Linked DNA regions of Macaca mulatta: regions 2 and 3 are each linked to region 1. Evidence: chromatin contacts called from public Hi-C data. All regions are on one chromosome and are shown on one strand. Each heading gives the region's core, a stretch centred on a gene start, on an enhancer-like site or on the middle of the called end of the contact. The rest is flanking DNA. Distances are from core to core; before and after follow the strand shown. Region 1 holds the start of LOC706126. Region 2 holds the start of GUSBA (glucuronidase, beta, a). Region 3 holds the start of VKORC1L1 (vitamin K epoxide reductase complex subunit 1 like 1).

Region 1 (4,153 bases), core at 543-3,042:
AGGGCTGGTCGTCAACTCCTGTGTCTTTAGTAAGCCTGATGTCTCCAACGCGAGAAACAAGCCTGTTTAAGGGGCAGAAATGAATCAGATTGTGACAAAAACGAAACTAATTAAAACGAAAACTAAATTAAAAAGTCCCATTAGAAAACGGGCTTCTTCGTCCGGCCGGGTGCGGTGGCTCACGCCTGTAAATCCCGGCACTTTGGGAGACCAAGGCGGGTGGATCACGAGGTCAGGATATCGAGACCATCCTGGCTAACACGGTGAAACCCCGTCTCTACTAAAAATACAAAAAAAAAAAAAAAAAAAAAAAAAAAAAATTAGCTGGGCGTGGTGGCGGGCACCTGTAGTCCCAGTTACTGGCGAGGCTGAGGCAGGAGAATGAGGTAAACCCGGGAGGCGGAGCTTGCAGTGAGCCGAGATCATACCATTGCACTCCACCCTGCCTGACAGAGCGAGACTCCGTGTCAAAAAACAAAACCAAAAAAACAAAAATCGGGCTTTTCCCAGATCTCAGGGAGCCGGGGATATGGAGCTAGTTATCAACGAAAACTAAATTAAAAAGTCCCATTAGAAAACGGGCTTTTCCCAGATCTTAGGAAGCCGAGGATATGGAACTAGTTATCTACCGCAGGCTGGAGGGCGGGTGTAGTGCCCACCCCGTCCCCGCAGAGATTGTGCAGAGTCCTCAGGGTGCCTGGAAGTCCCAGAAAGCGGGAAACGCCGCGTACTAGAGCCGCTTTTTTCTCCATGGAGACGGCATCGACGCAGAAAAAAATGGCCGCGTGGTGGGGCTTAGCAGGGAAGAGGACCGGCCCGGGAGGACGCGGGGAAAGGAGGCTGCGGAGCCCCGAGGCGGCGGGCTCGCGTCCGCGGCCCAGGGCCCAGCGCGCGGTGCCCGCCCAGCCCTCCTGCCAGCCCCGCCTTACATGTTGATGGTGTCTTTGGGCCCCAGGTTGGTCCTCAGCACGTCCTGCAGATCCCGCGCCGCGCTGACGTTGACCGCCAGCGCTGCCTGCGCTCGGGCCACCTCTGTCTTGGGGTTCACGGTCTTCGCCGCCGCCACAGCTGCTGCAGAGGAGAAAAAGAAAGCCATGCGGCGAGCGGAGAGCTCAGAGCCGGCGCGCAGTGCACGGGAGGCACTATGCGGTTCTTCCGGAAAAGTTGGCGCGCCCGGCCCGCCCCTAGCGTGCCCGCGCGCCGCCGCCATTGGGCCACGGCCCGTGCGGCGCACGCTCATTGGTTCGCGGCTGCATGGTGCCTGCGGTCCCACCCCTCGCGCCGCCGCTGTGACCGCGGCGTTATTGCGCAAGGCAGCAACCTGTTCCCAGCAGTCAGTGCTACTAGGTTCCGGCGTTGCGGTTCAGTGGGGCGCAGCTTTGCGGACCCAGGAGTTCAGGATGCAGGCGGGGCTTGTGCTCCGCGCGGGGCAGGGCGTATGGTGGGCCTCCTCCCGCCCCTACTCGCGCGTTTTGCTCCTCAGTCTCCTTCTCTTGCTGCTTTCATGGCTTTCATTGGAGCTTTCTGGACCTTGTGCTTGACGGTGCTGCAGGTGCCGTGGGGACACACAAGCTAGTCTGATAAGCACCCTCCCCCAGGATCATGCGGTGCTGTAAGGACTAGCGAAGATGAAGATAGAATGCAAAGTAGAAAGTGCTGGATGCCTTTAGAAAGCTGCAGGACTGGTGCGATGGGAGTTGAGTCGTAAGAACCTGTCTGTCCGTAGGACTCAGGATGCTGCTGAGGCCCTGGGCTTCCATGGTAGATTTGAAAACTCACCCTTGTAGAGTCATGGTGTCCAGCCTTTGAGAGGACTCCCTTTTAAGGTAAATTTCCAAAGAGCTACACAATTGTTTCCAGTATCCAGTGCCCGCCAAATACCAGGGATTCAGTAACACGTGATATTTTACTTTATTATTTTTTTTCTTTTTGCAGACATAGGCCTCACTCTGTTGCCCAGGGTGGTCTCAAATTCCTGAGCTCAAGCGATACTCCTGCGCTTAAGTGATCCTCCCGCCTCGGCCTCCCAAAGTGCTGGGGTTACAGGCGTGAGCCACCGTGCCCGGCTGGTGTTTTATTTTTAATAGATAAGGGAAATTGTTCTGAATTCAAAAGGCATAAAAGGGCATGTGGAAATTAAATCATCCTCCCGCCTCTAGTTCAACACTAGAGACAAGCACGGTTACCCCTGGATACTCGATGAATTTTCGGAATGCTTTCTGAATTTATAAACTTATATATGAATATAATCATTTCCCCACACAAATCGCAATTCCTAATACACACTGTGGGGTGTGTTATACTTTAAGTGTCTTGGAGAGTGTGCAATATCAAGATGAACGGGAAGTCCTCGTTAACAGCTGCGGAATGTTCTTTGTAAGAATTACACAACTAGAGGCCGGGGCATGGTGGCTCACAACTAATCCCGACAATTTGGGAGGCCAAGGGGGGCGGATCACTTGTGCCTGGGAGTTCAAGACCAGCCTGGGCAACACAGTGAGACCCCATCTATACAAAAAGTACAAAAATTAGCTGGGCGTGGTGGTGCACGCCCATGGTCCCAGCTACTTGAGAGGCTGAGGTGGGAGGATTGCCGGAATCTAGGAGGCGGAGGTTGCAGTCTGCTATGGTATTGCCACTGCACTCCAGCCTGGGCGATGAGAGCCGACCCTGTCTCAAAAAGAATGACACAATTAACTGGTCACCTACTGACTGATGTTTAAGTTGTTCCCAATCTGCTATTCAGGCTGCAGTGAATATCGGTATATGATGCTTTTAGGAGGGTTTGTGTATTTGAGAATCACAAAAACGTATATATATATATGTGACTAGAATCACTGCACAATAGAATACTAGTTATTAGTTCCATAGGTATTACATGGTGTGCATGCAGATTTATTATAACTGCTGTTAAAAATGTTATGAGGAGACCAGGTGTGGTGGCCCCCGCTTGTAATCCCGGCACTTTGGGAAGCTGAGGCGGGCAGATCACTTGAAGTCAGGAGGTCAAGACCATCCTGGCCAACATGGTGAAACCCTGTCTCTGTAAAAATACAAACATTAGCCCGACCAACATGGTGAAACACCGTCTCTGTAAAAATACAAAAATTAGCCTGGCATGGTGGTGTGCATCTGTGATCCAAGCTACTCAGAGGCTGAGGCATGAGAATTGCATGAACTTGGGAAGGAGAGGTTGTAGTGAGCCAAGATGATGCCACTGCACTCCAGCCTAGGTGACAGAGCCAGACTCTGTCTCAAAGAAACAAAAACAAAAAAAAAGGCCGAGCGCGGTGGCTCACGCCTGTAATCCCAGCACTTTGGGAGACCGAGGCGGGTGGATCACAAGATCAGGAGATCAAGACCATCCTGGCTAATGCAGTGAAACCCCGTCTCTACTAAAAAATACAAAAAAAAAATAAAAAATAAAAATAAAAAAATTAGCTGGGCGTAATGGTGGGCGCCTGTAGTCCCAGCTACTCGGGAGCCTGAGGCAGGAGAATGGTATGAACCCGGGAGGTGGAGCTTGCAGTGAGCCGGAAAAAAAAAAAAAAAAAGGGCCGGGCACGGTGGCTCGCACCTGCAATCCCAACACTTTGTGAGGCTGAGGCAGGCAGATGATTTGAGGTCAGGAGTTCAAGACCAGCCTGGCCAACATGGTGAAACCCCATCTCTACCAAAAATGCAAAAAGCCAGGTGTGGTGGTACACACCTGTAGTCCCAGCTACTTGGGAGGCTGAGACAGGAGAATCGCTTAAATTCTGTAGAGAGAGGTTGCAGTGAGCCAAGATCATGTTACTGCACTCCAGCCTGGGCGAGAGAGCGAGACTCCTCAAAAAAAGAAAAAGGCCGGGCATGGTGGTTCACACTTGTAATCTCAGTACTTTGGGAGGCTGAGGTGGGTGGATCACCTGAGGTCAGGAGTTCCAGACCAGCCTGGCCAATGTGGTGAAACCTGTCTCTACTAAAAATACAAAAGTTAGCCTGGCATGGTGGCGGCCACCTGTAATCCCAGCTACTCAGGAGGCTGAGGCAGGAGAATCGTTTGAACCCAAGAGTCGGAGGTTACAGTGAGCCGAGATCACACCATTGCACTCCAGCCTGGGCGACAAGAGTGAGACTTGTCGCCCAGGTGACACGATGGAAGTATATTAAA
Region 2 (4,153 bases), core at 896-3,395, 250 kb before region 1:
GGCTGGAGTACAATGGCATGATCTTGGCTCACTTCAACCTCCACCTCCCAGGTTCAGGCGATTTTCCTGCCTCAGCCTTTCCAAATAGTTGGGATTACAGATGCCCGCCACCACACCTGGCTAATTTGGTATTTTTAGTAGAGATGGGGTTTCTCCATGTTGGTCAGGCTGGTCTCGAACTCCCAACCTCAGGTGATCTGCCCGCTTCGGCCTCCCAAAGTGTTGGGAGTACAGGCGTGAGCCACCGTGTCCGGCCAAGGCACTTGATTTCTTAGGTCACTCACTTGGCCCTCTTCCAAGTTATACTTTCTTTCTTTCCTTCCTGTTCTAAAGTTTTTTAATAATTTTTTTTTTCTGAGATGGCATCTCACTCTGTAGCCCAGGCTGCAGAGCAGTGGCATGATCTCAGCTCACTGCAACCTCTGCCTCCCAGGTTCAAGCATTTCTCCTGCCTCAGTCTCCCGAATAGTTTGGACTACAGGTGCCCGCCACCCGGCTAATTTTTGTATTTTTAGTAGAGATGGGGTTTCTCCATGTTGGCCAGGTTGGTCTCAAACTCCTGACCTCAAGTAATCCTCCCGCCTTGACCTCCCAAAGTGCTGGGGTTACAGGTTTGAGCCACTGCACCTGGCCTGCTTTTTTTTTTTTTTTAGACTGAGTGTTGCTCTGTCGCCAGGCTGGAGTGCAGTGGTGTGATCTCGGCTGACTGCAACCTCTGCCTCCTGGGTTCAGTAGATTCTCCTGCCTCAGCCTCCTGAGTAGCTGGGACTACAGGCGCATGCCACCATGCCCAGCTAATTTTCAGTAGAGACAGGGTTTCACCATATTGGCCAGGCTGGTCTCAAACCCCTGACCTCGTGATTCTCCCACCTCTGCCTCCCAAAGTGCTGGGATTACAGGCTTGAGCCACAGCGCCCAGCGCTGGCCTGCTTTTTAATAAACTTTTACTACTGCTCTGCAACTGGCCTTCCTCTGGCTTTCTGCCTTATACCCTTCAGTGCAATTCTTTCTTCTGAGGAGGCGAGAATTGAGGTTGCTGCTGATGTGTAGGGACTCACCACCCGGAACTCCACCAGTAACAGGATGCTAGTTGAAAATGTTATGTAAGCTGCATGCTTTTTACAAATCGTAGTGGTTCTCATGTCCAGCAATGACCACTGAACCGTCCCTATATGAAAGTACCCTTCATAAACCTATGTCTCCTTTGCTGTCTCCAGATCTCCTCCTCTACCTCTCCCACACGGTGCCTTCCCTACTGGAGTAAAGTGGGGTCCCGCAGGGCACCCTTTCCCTGCAATTTTTTTTTTTTTTTTTTTTTTTTTTTTTTTTTTTTGGAGACAGAGTCTTGCTCCGTTGCCCAGGCTGGAGTGCAGTGGTGTGATCTTGGCTCACTGCAGCCTTTGCTTCCCGGGTTCAAGCGATTCTCCTACCTCGATTTTCCGAGTAGCTGGGATTACAGGTGCGCGTCATCACGCCCCGCTAATTTTTTTTTTTTTTCAATTTTTACAAAATAGGGACGGGGTTTCACTGTCTGTTGGCCAGGCTGGTCTCGAACTCCTGGCCCCAAGTGATCCGCCCCCCCCCCCCCCGCCCCCCACCTCGGGTTCCCAAAGTGCAGGGATTACTGCACCTGGCCTCTCTCCCTGCATCTTTATGTGCCTGCAACACCAAGAGGGAGCTCTTGGCCCCTGGGTTAAGGTCAGGGCTCCAGAATCCCAGGGTCAAGGCTATGGCCGCATCCCAAGGACGGGCATCCCTGCAAGAGGCTGCATCACACAGGCATGGAAGAAGCTCCCATGGGGCCAGCTCAAATTCCTGCTGGGGAAAGCAAGTGGAGGTGCTCCTTGACGAAACAGGGGGATCCCACCGATCTCAGGGGTTCTGTTCTGGCCTGCGACCCTGGATCGTCCAGCCTGGGCCGGGGTGGGGAGCAGACCTCGCCCTTCTTGGCTGGGGCTGAGGGTGAGGGTCCCGTTTCCCCAAAGGCCTAGCCTGGGGTTCCAGCCACAGGCCCCACTGGGCAGCTCCCGGCCCCGCCCCGCCCCTCCAGGCCTGGCACTCGTCCTGAACCAAGATGGCGCGGACGGCTTCAGGCGCGTCACGCCACCGGCGCGTCACGCGAGCCGCCCTACGGGCACCTCCCGCGCTTTTCTTAGCCCAGCAGACAGTGACGGAGAGGGGAGCGGGGGAGTAGGCGAGCGGAAAGCATGGCCCGGGGCTTGGCGGTGGCCTGGGCGGTGCTTGGGCCGCTGTTGTGGGGCTGCGCGCTGGCGCTGCAGGGCGGGATGCTGTACCCCCGGGAGAGCCCGTCGCGGGAGCGCAAGGAGCTGGACGGCCTTTGGAGCTTCCGCGCCGACTTCTCCGACAACCGACGCCGGGGCTTTGAGGAGCAGTGGTACCGGCGGCCTCTGCGGGAGGTGCGATCTCGGGGCAGGGCCGGGAGGCGTCTGGAAGCCCGGCGGTGGGAGTGGGGGATCCCGGGTCCCCGCAGGCTCCTTCCCCTGGGCTTCCCGGAGCTGGGAGCCCGCAGGAGGTTAAAGGTCAACGGGCTTAGGGGGCGCGGGGTTGGGGGACGGGGGAACTGGGGCACTCTGGAGGGCCGGGGTGGAGGAGGCAGGAGGAGGAGAAAAGACTCCTGCCGAACCCCTTCCTGAGGCGAAGGCTGAGCCTGTGCAGTATCCTTCCTTTTAATATTTATTTTTTATTTTAAAAAAAAATTTTTTGAGACTGGGTTTGCACCTGTCTCCCAGGCTGGAGGAGAGTGGCGCCATCCTAACTTCTGAGCTCACTCGATTCTCCCGTCCCGCAGTTTAGCTGGGGCCACCACGCCTGGCTAAAAAGCAAAACAAAACAAAAAATCTTACCCGGGCTCAGTGGCTCACACCTGTAATCCCAGCACTTTGGGAGGCGGAGGCGGGCGAATCACCTGAGGCCAGGAGTTTGAGACCAGGCTGGCCAACATAACATGGTGAAACTTCGTCTCTACTAAAAATATAAAAATTAACCAAGTGTGGTGGTTCACGCCTGTAATCCCTGGTACTTGGGAGGCTGAGTCAGGAGAATTGCTTGAACCCAAGAGGTAGAGGTTGCAGTGAGCTGAGATCATGCCACTGCACTCCAACCTGGGCAACACAATGAGACATTTTTTTTTTTTTTTTTAAAGATAAAGGGTCTCACTAGTTACCCAGGATGGTCTCGAACTCCTGGCCTGAAGCCATCTTCCCACGTTGACCTCCCAAAGTGCTGATTACAGGCATGAACCACCCACACACTCCCCTGGCACAGCAGCATGCACTGCACAGAGCTGGGCCCGGGGATTGGGAGGAGGGGACAGTTTAGACGTCCTGAGGTCAGCTTTCTGGTTTTTAAGGTTCAGATAGAGGACAGGACGTGACATCAGGCCAAGGACGCCACCCGTGTTCCCCTCCTGACTCGGATGTGGTCAGCAGAGAAGTGGAACCGGGTGAGGTCTGGGCCGCTTTTGCCTGGTCTACATCCTCTTTTTCTGACTTTGCATCATTCGGTACAGGAGGGAGAGAGGAGGGGGCTGGGTGCCAGTGTGGGCCCCACTCACAGTGTCCTAAGCAAAGCTCCCCCTATCCCCCCAACCAGCCTTCCTCCCTGTGACATGCAATGGGCCATCTGCCTTAGTCATGGGTCTGAACCTTCTTGCCTCTGGCTGGGATGTGGCCCTGGGCTCGCTCCTGTCTCAGGAGATATTGGGCCCCACCCATTCCAAGGAGGAACTCCTGGCTCCCCTGGCCCAGGTGCACTAACCGCCCTGGCAATTGACCTGTTATCAGCAAGTTATCTGTCTGTTCCGCCAAGAGTCCTCACAATGTGTCAGGGCTTTTGCACTAAGCCTGGGACACAGCTGTGCAGCACACTGGTCCCGGATCCCTTTGGGGGCCTAGGAGCTGAGCCCGGCCTTTCTCTCCACAGTCAGGCCCCACCCTGGACATGCCGGTTCCCTCCAGCTTCAACGACATCACCCAGGACTGGCGTCTGCGGCATTTTGTTGGCTGGGTGTGGTATGAACGGGAGGTGATCCTGCCGGAGCGATGGACCCAGGACCTGAGCACAAGAGTGGTGCTGAGGATTGGCAGTGCCCACGCCTATGCCATCGTGGTCAGTGCGGCCAGGAGCAGGCAGG
Region 3 (4,153 bases), core at 1,224-3,723, 140 kb before region 1:
GGATTACAGGTGTGACCCACCATGCCTCAGCCTTCCACAGTGCTGGCTTCCCAAAGTGCTGGGATTACAGGCATGAGCCACTGCACCCAGCCAAGAAAAGTCAATTTTAAGCACTTAAGCAGGCCAGGCGCGGTGGCTCACGCTTGATTCCCAGCACTTTGGGAGGCAGAGGCGGGTTGGATTACCTGAGGTCAGGAGTTCGAGACCAGCCTGGCCAATATGGTGAAACCCCATCTCTACTAAAAATACAAAAATTAGCCGGGCATGAAGGCAGGTGTCTCTAATCCCAGCTACTCAGGAGGCTGAGGCAGGAGAATCACTTGAACCTGGGATGCGGAGGTTGCAGTGAGCCGAGATCATGCCATTGCACTCCAGTCTGGGCGACAAGAACAAGACTCCGTCTCAAAAAAAAAAAAAAAAAAAAAGGAACTTAAGCATACAGTAAGTACTCTTTCCATGCTCCAATGTTAAAAGGTCCATTTATTACAGACTACTTGTTTCGAAAACAAATCTAAAATTGGTAATAATTCTGCTTAAATTCCATATTAAACTAGGATCAAAAGTTATTTTTAGTTCTTGTTTCTTAAATACTTGAAATGTGCTGCTGCATAATGTTTTCCTTAAATATTTATTCATTCAACTAACTTTGGGTGGAAGGTACTTGTAAGTTTAAAAGTCCTTTCTGAAAGTGGAAATAACATAACAATGTTTGCATAAAAGACACTCAGTGGTTTTCAAAGGGTATCTGGGAGTCTAATCAGCCTATTAACTTTGTTCTGAATAACCAACAACAAATGTGAGCTTTTTGTCACATCTACGTATCTTCCCCTGTAAACTGATACCTACATTTGAAATGCATTTTTAAAATGTTTCATTTGGCCCTATGATAATTATTTCTCCTCTAAAAAGCAACAGGATTTTGGTTTAAGAGCAAATGAGACAGAGTATCTGGTCCATGAAAAAGGCTAAGTGGAAAGATCAGCTCCCTGAATTTTGTAATCAATAACAAGACAAACTCCAATGCTACCTTGTTCATATAATTAACAATATGTGAGTTGAAATAAACTAGTGAGCTACACATTTCTGATACATACCAATTTACCAATCAAAAGGAGAGGAAGAAATCGCTCAAATGTGACTACTGTTAACAAACATCTAAATATCAGACATATTCTCTATTAAAATCGTAACCTATACATTTTGAAATCATTCCTTCGACTTATTTTTTTAATCGCCCCATTTAAAAAAACAACAACAAAAAAAACAGCAGCCACTTTTGAAATGTAAATTCCCCCTTTTTCAAAGTAACTTGCCTAGGAAAATTTAATGCATTAAAATAAAACGTAACAGACAAACCAATTACAACATTTAAAAAAAAAAAAACTAAAATGATTAGTAACACAAACCAATCGCTCCAGTTTAGCAAAGGGTGTGTTTTTAATCTGTTGTGGGTATCCTATTATACTAATAGGCAACAACGTTTAAAAGTCGTCCCAATGCCTAAAACACCACCATACACATAACATACTTGCCCTTTACTCCAATGAAGCTTGAACTAGACCCAAACTCAGACCATTTTCCCCTCCTGGCACACTGAAATATACGAGGGAGAATCCAAGAAATCAGATATGTTAAGTGCTGGTATCTTCTTCCAGAGTAGGGCCAAATTCGTGTTTGCCAGCAAATGTCACCGTCCCAATAAGTCTGCAAATTCTCACTAGCGCTGGAGTACAAAGAGGCCTGACCACGGAAACACCTGTCCTAGCACCAGGAAGACAGTGGGAAACGCAACCCCCCTGTCTCCGCGCCGGCCCCAAAGCCTCGGCTGCAGCGATCGGGGGAACAAGAGGTGGCCGCTGGTCTTGCGGGTGCGGCGGACAGGGTCCCACATCCCCGGCCCGCCTCCCGAGAACCAGGAAACCTGTCAAGCCGGCCTGGACCCACCCTCCGCAGCCCCCTCGCGCTCCTGCCCAGCCCGGCCCCAGCCCGCCCGACCGCTCCGCGTCCGCCCCGGCCTCCCGGCTGCACTCTGCCACCTCATCCCTCCCGGCTGCCTCGCGGCCCCGCCACCTCCTCCCCGCGGCCTTGGCTGAGGCCGCCCCCCGGGCAGGAGCGCCCTGCAGCCGCCCCTCGCCCGGCCCCGACCCCGTCCGTCCCCTCAAGGCCCGGTCCCCGCCGCCCCCAGGCCTGAGCTCCCGCCGCGCGCTCCCCACCCCCAGACTCCGCCCTCGCCCCGCTCAGCCGCTCCCGGCCCACTCCCCCAAGCCGGTTACCTGGAGGCAAGGGCGGCGGAGCACTTCACCCAGGGCCCCAGGTCGCAGAGGGCCCGGTGCTCGGGGTCCCGCTCCTTCTCCCGCTCCACGTGGTAGGCGTAGATGGAGAGCAGAATCCCGGCAGCGCACACTGCATACCGGGCCACCCGCTCCCACCGCGGCACTGACACTCTCAGCAGGACGGGCGCCGCCATCTTCCCCCCGCCGCCGCCGCCGCCACCTCCTCCCTCCGCCTCCACCTCAGCCGCCGCCGCCCGTCGGGGCCCGACCCAGCCGCCGCCGCTGCCGCCACCGCCTCCGCCGCCGCCGCCACCACCGCCGCCGCCGCCGCGCCCCATTGGCTCGGTCGCCTGCTCCGGGCCCCGCCCCCACAGGAGCGCGGCCCAACCGCCCCGAAAGGAGTGAGGCGGACGGGGCGGGGAAGGCGCGCGCGGGCGTGGAGGGAGGGGGTGGAGTGCGCAACCGCCGGGGAGGCCGGATCGGCCGGCGGAGGCTGAGGCGGCGCGGCGCGGGGCGGCGGGCGCGAGGGGTGGAGCCCGGGGCAGAGAGGGGCGGGGCAGGGGAGGAGAGGGGCGGGGTAGGGGAGGGGCGGGGCTGAGCGGGTCCGCGAGGGAGGGGCTTAGAGGAGCAGTGTAAGGAGCACATTGCAAGGATGCCACTGTGGGTGACTGGGCGAGCCGTGGGCCCCTCCTGAGGATGGCAATCAATTGCCATCCTTTTCTCCTTTTTCGTCGTTATCACTTGATATTTCTGACCCAATCTAAATCAACCCTGGCCAATGCTTGGAGCTCCAGAGCCACACTCCTATGAGCTAATCTTCCCACCACCACCTCTGTGGGACTCTGTGTTCGACCTGTACAAAACTTTTTTTTTAATGTGCAAAGCTATGTTTTAAATTTAAAAACTATTTTTTAAAAAATGATTTATGGACCGGGTACATTGGCTAACACCCGTAATCCCAGCACTTTGAGAGGCCGAGGCAGGTGGATCACCTGAGGTCAGGAGTTCGAGACCAGCCTGGCCTACATGGTGAAACCCCGTGTCTACTAAAAATACAAAACACAACAACAAAAAAATTAGCCGTGTGTAGTGGTGGGCGCCTGTAATCCCAGCTACTGGCGAGGCTGAGGCAGGAGAATCGCTTGAACCCAGGAGGCAGAGGTTGCAGTGAGCCGAAATCGTTCCACTGCACTCCAGCCTGGGCGATACAGTGAGAGTCTCAAAAAAAAAAAAAAAAAAAAAAAAAAATTTACGATTGTCTTGCTTCTCTGTAAGCTGAATTTGAGGTGGCTTACCACAAGTCATATAATATAGAACAATATAAAGATGAGCTAATACAATCAGGACGAAGAAAAAGAAAAGTCAGAATAAAATGAAAGGCCAGGAATAAGAACACAGATAAGCAGGCCATAGCGGCTTACACAGTTATTAAAATTGCATCATAAATTTGGCTCTGAGCTTCCCAGTGGCCAAAACTAAAAGGAAAACAGATGTGTGTACTTTTCTCACTGTCTTTAAGAAGAAACACAGTGTTCTTAGAGATTTTCAGTTTCCCTGGTTGCAGCTTTCAATTTTTCAGGGGCATTATATAGTGATTTTGAGTATTAAGCAATATCTTTGTATTCGTTATCTATTGTTGGGTAAAAATCACCCCAAATTTAACAGCTTAAGAAACAATAAATTATTTTTTTCCTCACAGTTTCCATGGGCTAGGAATCTGGGTGAGGTTAGCTGTGTCCTCTGGCTCAGGCTCTCACGAGGATACAATCAAGCTGTCAGCCAGGGCTGCAGCTCTCCCAAGGCTTCAGATTCCTCTTTCAAACTCACTTCCACGGCTGCTGGCAGGCCTCAGGTCCTCTCTGGCTGTTGGCTGGAGACAT

Evidence for each region. A called contact is a pair of places that touch in the nucleus more often than the background predicts.
Region 2: a Hi-C map of fetal cortex germinal zone shows a contact between it and region 1, with 2.3 times the contacts expected there. The contact joins the promoter of GUSBA here to the promoter of LOC706126 in region 1. A contact is called at or near these places in 2 of 14 Hi-C or Micro-C datasets (cortical neurons and fetal cortex germinal zone).
Region 3: a Hi-C map of CD4 T cells shows a contact between it and region 1, with 2.5 times the contacts expected there. The contact joins the promoter of VKORC1L1 here to the promoter of LOC706126 in region 1. A contact is called at or near these places in 4 of 14 Hi-C or Micro-C datasets (CD4 T cells, blood, cortical neurons and 1 more).

The regions. Positions count from the first base shown.
Region 1 is chr3:59,342,995-59,347,147 of T2T-MMU8v2.0, forward strand. LOC706126 reads right to left here and starts at 1,793. Exons shown (of 10, transcript XM_077998166.1): 1 at 1,780-1,793; 2 at 930-1,343; 3 at 1-62. The coding sequence starts at 1,793.
Region 2 is chr3:59,092,869-59,097,021 of T2T-MMU8v2.0, forward strand. It overlaps GUSBA (glucuronidase, beta, a), which reads left to right and starts at 2,146. Exons shown (of 11, transcript XR_003728022.2): 1 at 2,146-2,417; 2 at 3,943-4,128.
Region 3 is chr3:59,199,326-59,203,478 of T2T-MMU8v2.0, forward strand. VKORC1L1 (vitamin K epoxide reductase complex subunit 1 like 1) reads right to left here and starts at 2,474. Exons shown (of 3, transcript NM_001266931.2): 1 at 2,274-2,474. The coding sequence starts at 2,467.